Linked DNA regions of Zea mays: region 1 is linked to region 2. A link is a contact called in public Hi-C data. All regions are on one chromosome and are shown on one strand. The core of a region is the stretch at or near the end of the contact, and the rest is flanking DNA. Distances in the headings are between cores, read along the strand shown.

Region 1 (3,935 bases), core at 983-3,482, 160 kb before region 2:
CACAGTTTGGAGCCTCCGGGAGCCCCACTCAGCGCCCTCCGTGATAGCGATCATTACCGATGATGATGATGAACATATGAGGCATGGGCGGTTTTCTATTACCGCTCCCTCGTGTGGATTTATCATGGCTTGGTATTAGTTGTATCAGATACAGATCATGGAATTGGCAACGCACGCCCTTCCTTGTCTTAGATACAACCATGAATGAGTGAGCTGAAGAACATTATATATAGTCCCTCCGTTTCCGTTCTAAATTATAATAGTAGTTATTATAACACCAAAATATGGCTAATAAGGAATTTAATAGTAGTTATTCAGTATCGTAGATGTTATTATTTTATTATATAATTTCAGTTAAACCTGGGATAATTTAGCTCCTTGATAAAATTAGGATCTAAAAACTTTAGAATGACATATAAGAAGAGAGGTAGTCGCCAGATGCACCCCTGATCAATTCAATCATCAGAAGAAAGGCAGCGAGCTTTGCTCTTGTTAATTAAATAGAATAGTATATAGGAGAAAGATTCAGCAGCACAGGGCAACCTTTGCATCCTGCATGATGCTATAGGACGGACGGACACGTACTGCTAACATGGATAGATCGAAGTGGGTTATGATGGGGGAGATGGATTGCAAAAAGGCCTCCCAAATCTTTGCCCTGCCTGCCTTTTCCGCTACTGGACCTGAACTGATACTACTACTGCTGCTCCCACAGCTGCTTAAGATTAATTTATTGCTGCCTCTTCTTCTTCTTCCTCCCATGCCATGATGACATGCCCCTCTACAAGCAGCCTCCGCCATAGCCAGCGTTCTTGAACAGCTCCTGCTTTATCGCGTCGGCGCTGATCATTTCCCTCTGCATCTGCGATAACATTGAAGGAGCAAACTTGTTGCGTCGCATTGCCTTGCATCCAATCCGAGGACAAAAGGAGTGTGTGTATGGCAGCGAACCAATGGACAGGCGGTGGTCACTACCTCGGAGCAGGAGGCGTGCATGCCGAAGTCGTTGAAGCAGCTGACGACGCACTGCTGGATGTCGAGCCCTAGCGTGTCCAGCGTGCTCACCGTGGACAGCAGCAGCCCCGGCTTGGCGGCGCAGTAGATCTCCACCCGGGTGTCGCCGCCCTCCTTCCGCTCCACGTCGAACTGCAGGAGCCATCAGCAGCATCTCAGCCCTCACATTTCCCCCAATCGCATCAGCAGCATCAGCAGCTTCTTCACGTACCTTGGGGGTGTTCCTGGCCACCATCTCGTTGGGGTTGAGCTCCCGGAAGACGCTGAGCATGCCTGGCGCCTCCTCCTGCTGCTGCCCGATCTCTTCCTGCAGCAGCTTGATCCTCTCCAGCAGCTCCTTCATGTAGTCGATCGTGTCGCCCAGGATCGACGTCCGGTCCATCTGCGCACCACCACGCATATTTTACTTCTCATCAGCCCAGCCGCCATATATAGATATAGAGGGATTGCTTCTCTGTTCAAATGTCCTTTCTTGGCCGAGGAGGCACAAGAACCGAGGAAAAAGGAGAGATTTTTTTTTTTTTGCCATTCTCAATCTCACCTTGCTGATCTTGGGCACGACGGAGCGTAGCATGGAGAGGCGGTCGTTGAGGCGCTTGCGGCGGCGGCGCTCGGCCATCAGGTTCTTGGACGGCATCCCCTCGACCCTCTTCTTCTTGGACGCCAGGGCCGGCGGCGGCGCAGCGCCAGCGCCAGCGCCGAACGCGCCGCCGCTCTCCGCCAGGCCGGGCTCCACCTTGCAGGCCCCGAGGCCCGCGGCGCCGTCCACCAGTGCCGCCGACGCCGCCTTGGGCTCGACGACGTCAAGGAACCCCATCTCGCCGCCGTAGTCACCAGCATTGGGCCCGCCGAACGCGGCGGCGCCGTAGACCTCGCTGAGGCAGTCGAAGCCGGGCGCCGCCGCCGGCTGCGGCTGCGGCTGGGCGTAGGAGGCGGTGAAGGTGGGGAGGACGCTGACGGTGGGCGCCTGGTGGTGGCGGTCCTGGAAGGTGCAGTCCATGGCGGCCGGGGCGAAGAAGTCCCCCATGGCATTGCAGTCCCAGGCGTCCCTCCGCAGGGAGAGGATCTCCTCCAGGAAGGCCTGCTCGTCCAGCTCCATCACCGCCTTCTCGTCGTACTCGAAGATGGCGAGAGGGCAAGCACAGAAAGAGGCGGCGGCTATGGCTTGTGAGGAGGGAGGTGGTGTGGTGGGGAGAGGGAGAGAGGGGGATGCCAGTGCCATGGGTGGGCGAGAGGGTGAGGGGAGGGGGGTTAATATATGGGGAATGGAAGGGGGACAATTATTCCCCATGATAAATGGTGAGCAGTGGCCATTAAGGTATCATTAGAGAAGAGGGGAGAGAGCGACTAGTTGATGCTTGTGTTGTGTTAGTATCACAGTATTCGTTCGTTTGTTTGTTTATTAATTATGAACCCATGGGTTTCACTATTGATCATGTGTGGTCTGTACTGGCAGTAGCAGTAGAATGCAGAGAGAGGCCCCCAATCTGGTTTTTGTTGTATTGTGACTTGTGAACCCCCCTAGGGCAGAATAACAGTGATAGGCCTCAGGATTCGTCCTGCTGGGTAAAGCTCTGTCTTGTGATCCCATCACTCATTCATCAGTTGTGTTGTGTGCCGATGCCCTTGGTCAGTACGTGTACTACTTTAGTCGTACTAGTGTCATAGTGTGTAATTAGTGCCACGTACGACTGAATGAAGGAAGGAATAGGCAAAGAGGTACTGCTATGGTGACTGATGGTGATGCACATAAATAAATGTATGCTAATTGCTGTCAGCGGCATCGAGAGGACGACAACTACACCAGTAGTCGTACGCCGACCAGTTGTGTGTGATTCTGTTCTTTGATTTAGGGGGAAAAAGAAAGAAAGAATGACACAGATGATACCGTCTTTTCCTTTCCATGATACATCACCATCGCGTAGCGAATGTTTGAAATACGTGTCCCGCAGCACCAGTATGGAAAAACACGCACAGTTTTATTTTTTTCTTCGTTACGTATCTGGTTCTGGTACTCCTACATAGTATCATCATGAAGCTAAGCGTAAGGCTTGTTTCTTTGTGCAGCAGATAACACACACATACGCTGTGACTGTGAAGGAGGAGGAAGTGAGTCAGTAGCAGCAAGCAAGGGTCCAAAACCATCTTTCTGCACGGCACAGACTTTGAAAGGCTCAACCCCTCATGACTCTTGAGGCACAGGGGATTCAGAGGCAGGTCTGGGTACGTAGGACAGAATAGTCTGCACACACAGAAACTCTTGTCCACACCCCACCCACCATCCCAAACTTTGGTGAGTGAGTGACATACATGAACCCTCGCGCGGAATGAGGCCCGTGATTTTGCTTCCCCTTCTACAGCCCAGGTACCTCTCGCTGGATACGATGCATGCATGGCATGGTTGCACTGACTGACAGATTATAAATATCGTATATTTCACCGATCACTTGTGATCTCTCTGTTCATCTGGTTGCAGGGCTAATTCTATATGTTGTGGTGCTGTGTTGGGTCATGCTGCTGATGCTAGCTGCAGCAAGGTTCTTTTTATTGCCCAAACACAAACAGTACCTGCCGGAAAGATGGAATTCCTGTTGCATATATAGGGGTGGAGGAAGGATGAGGAGGATGATGAAAACCACGTGTCCAAGTTCCCCCCTTCTCTGCCTCCTCATTGTCATGCCAGCTGAATGCAATGAAACGGAGTGGATTGATTTCTGTGACAAACATTTTCTTTAGTCGCTACGTACTAGGAGCAGTCGTGTATACACTCTTGCAACTGCTGCTACATGTTACGTGTTCCTGATCCTACATATGTATATAGCAGAAGCAATAATGTTCTGGTTCTAAACTGCAAGGAGATGGTATTTGAACGTGACCAGATCTTTATTCCGCTTGGAAAATACGCCTAGTTGAGAGCATGA
Region 2 (3,514 bases), core at 52-2,551:
TTTAAAATTTTATTTACTAATATTCTATTTGTCAAGACTAACCATCAATGTATTTGTGCAGCGTAATTATCGGTTCTTCTAGATGTTTGTATCCCGGCGACATTGCTCTGCCTGTGATGGAGAGATTTCCATATTCTGAAGCATACTGGGAGCTGAGTTCTAAGCTAATGATTCAATTTTGATGAGGAGGATATACACCAAGAAGAGTTCATACATCATTTGTGGTTCTTGTTTTATGCTGAATATGTCAAAATTAGCTTATTCTTCTTGAGTGTACTAAATGGGCTCCATGCTTTTGGATCCTATGCCTATAACTTCACATCATCAATGAACAATGTGCACAATGCTTCTATTCAATCTAGACTAACATCTAGATAAGTAACAACCAGGTTGAGTAGAACTATAGTAACTTGATGGCATTCTAAATTTTAATGCTGCAGAAGCATCTGTTTGATTGTAAGTTTTTCTTACTAGAACAATATTAGCTAGATTTAAAATTATGTTTTGTTGAATTGACATCATGTATTCCATTGAGGCCTCATGGTCAGGCCATCGACAGACTATTAGGAGGAAATGGTCAATATTTGGGTATTTTCTTGCTATGCATATTTTTTTCTCTAGAATCGCAATGTTTTTATCCAAGCTCATTGTCTCTCTATATCTATGCATTTCTAGGCCATGAAAAAAATCTGAACCTTCGGGAAAAGCCTTAAACAGTCATGCACAACCAACCCAAGTTATTACTTAGCTGTTGAGATCGATTATAACATATATGTTGTTCGTTTTCATGTAATCGTTGATTTATTGTACACTAACATTTTATCGAATATTTTGTATTATGTTGCAATGCACAGGCACCTAACTATCAACTATACACGACATGACAGTGCTTATATTAAAAACGTGTGCAAGACTATTCATATGTTATTGTTGCACTATTTTTCTCCATTGCTTCTGCATAAAAACGTCGTGATAGTTTGTTTTTTATGGCGGAGTATACATCTTAACTCCGTAGCAACGCACGGTTATACCGCTAGTATACATCTTTTAACTTTATTTTGTGACAGGATCAAATGCTTTAAGCTGGGAAAAATGATCTCCGATTCTTCCGAAACACATGGAGGTGCGATGACAAATGCATTTTGAAGCACGACTTGTTGCTATGCTTCCTTCATACGTGTATGTGCAAGATTTTTAGGAAATTTAATGGATTTAAAATTGTGTGAAACTACCTCTACCATTTATAATTGTAAACTGTGATCTTCCAGGCTGCACCAACTCCATCTCCAGGTGGAATGGAGTTAGCTTGCCTGCACACTCAGTCACGGTGGCGTCCCTATAAGGCGTAGGCCTGACGTCACCCACGCCCTCGCCTCGCACGGGGCGGCGCGGCGGCCGGCGGAGGGAATGGCGAGGCGAAGCAGAGGTAGGCACTGAACGGACCCGACACGACCCGATCTAGTCAATTGGCGCTGCGCTCGCTCTCCCTGTTCGGATCTGAGGGTTCGGTTCGGTTGTCTCAGGCAGCGGCAGCGTCACGGACGCGGCGTCGAAGGCGGACGCGGCGGCGATGCGGATGGTGTCCCGCAGGGGCGCCGTGCGGCTGGTGCTCGTGTCGGCCACCGCCTGGGCCATGCTCGGGCTCGTCGCGCTCGCCTTCCACCTCCGGCCATGCAGCTCCCGCGTCGCATTCCTCTCAGGTCAGCCCCGCGGTTGCCTATAGATCCACTGTGATTTGCTTACCTCTTCTGCTGGCATTATACTCTATCACTATGGCTTCCCAACTTCTTCTTTGCAATGCCCAAATGCCTTGAGCTTGATGATGCGTCGGTAGAGCAAGCTTGCCTGCCTGCCTACATTGCCTTGGGAGTCAGTTAACTCAAGTAGTAACAGGACCACCCGGTTATGCTATCCACATTCTTCACGACTGGAAGCAGTATCTGACAACTACAGTGTGCAATCATGCGTTAAGATGTCTTGCTTCTGAGCTACAGCTAATGTTCATCACTTCTTACTTGCTTATGGACACCATAATTATATTTCCGCACGAGGAAACACCATTTCCATTAGATCATAACGGAAATACAGATGTTCGGGCATAGAGATAGAAAAAAACCAGAACCACCTGAAAATGGCTAGATCTTATCTAGAAAAAAAAAGTACAGCATAGTATTCAGTTGCATGATACAGTAGGTTTTATTCTCCTTCAATCACAATGCTATCTTTTTTCAAGATTTTAAATAGTGTTCTTTTTCTTTACACCACTAGCACACTTAGGGGGGGGGATCTGTGTTAAGATCCCCTTTAGACCTTGTTCGTTTGTGCTGGATTGCTGGGTCGGAACGATTCCTAACCGGATTTCTTCTCTAATTTATATAAACTTTGATTAGCTGGAACGATTCCGGGTGTAATCCGACCCAAACGAACAAGGCCTTAAGCAGCCATGTTTCATGACTCTTTTTTTTCTTCTTCTTGAAAGCGCAGGAGAACTGCGCGATATTATATTAAAGAAGAGGGACAGATACAAGAAAACAACTGGGGGCCCCTACGGCGGCCAGTAACAGGCATACAGAAACTCATCCATGACTAAAGCAAACTAACAAGAACTACCACAATGCTAGCTAACTAGCAGGGAGGCCCGAAATGGGGGCGGTGAGCAAAGACAACTTTGCACCAGCCATCTCTCAAAGGTCAACCTCCAACCCAACTCTTCTGATAGCATCAGCAATACTGGGGCTCTTATTGTCAAATACACAGCCATTGCGCTGCTTCCATAAGGTCCAAACTCCCAAAATGACTAGAGAATTGAGGTCATCCCTTGCAATTCCAGAGACCTTAGTGCATAACGTTCTCCACCATTCAAGAAGTGCATGACTCTTCTCAAACCAGTAAAGTTCTTGTTCTAAACTTTTAAAATTTTCACATAACAGTTAGGATTTTCTTTGTAACTGGTGGGCATTGAACCCTGTGCCTTCTAATTTTTTTCCCAGTTCTGGTAGTTCAATTTGATTAGCTTTTCTTTTCTTTTTTTCCCTCAGTTCTCCTTGCAGGTTAAATCCCCATCCTTTAAAAATATGTTTAATCAACTTGAACTTTTGTTGAATCTTGTCTAGGGCTATTTCGGCCCTGCAAGGTATCAACCAAATTCTTTCTATTTCTTTAAGAAGAATCGGGGTTATTCAGCCAATTGAGGTCAAACCTAAACCGGATAAAAGGCAAATTTTCACATTTACCATCTGTCACCAGCAAATGGTTATGGCCGGAAATTTCTCTGCGAAATCTTCATCACAGCTTGTGGGAAAATGTCTTCCCAATCTTTTGACACAGGAATTCTATCAAGCTTTTCTGAGGTAGGGTTTTCCTGGTTGTTTGACCATGTTCGCCTTCCCCATTCGGACCCGATGTGGTCATCGCCGTAGAGAATGAGGGGAAATTTGCCGTCTTGGGGGCAGACACCTCCTGGGCATATCCTTAAGGAGAGGTATCAGGCTTGGAATGCAGACCGGTACTCTTG

Evidence for each region. Hi-C and Micro-C count contacts between places; a contact is called where the count stands out from the background.
Region 1: a contact with region 2 is called in a Hi-C map of leaf, with 5 times the contacts expected there. The contact joins the promoter of LOC100274388 here to the promoter of LOC100273416 in region 2. A contact is called at or near these places in 9 of 25 Hi-C or Micro-C datasets (bundle sheath, ear, endosperm and 4 more).

What each region holds. Positions count from the first base shown.
Region 1 is chr5:64,082,973-64,086,907 of Zm-B73-REFERENCE-NAM-5.0, reverse strand. LOC100274388 reads right to left here and starts at 2,232. Exons shown (of 4, transcript NM_001148748.1): 1 at 1,556-2,232; 2 at 1,226-1,396; 3 at 976-1,146; 4 at 486-862. The coding sequence starts at 2,113. The coding sequence ends at 782. LOC103626462 (serine/threonine-protein kinase ATR) reads left to right here. Exons shown (of 17, transcript XR_002262295.2): 16 at 3,085-3,379; 17 at 3,491-3,903.
Region 2 is chr5:63,926,041-63,929,554 of Zm-B73-REFERENCE-NAM-5.0, reverse strand. It overlaps LOC100273416 (plant/F20M13-60 protein), which reads left to right and starts at 1,301. Exons shown (of 7, transcript NM_001147853.1): 1 at 1,301-1,426; 2 at 1,524-1,700. The coding sequence starts at 1,408.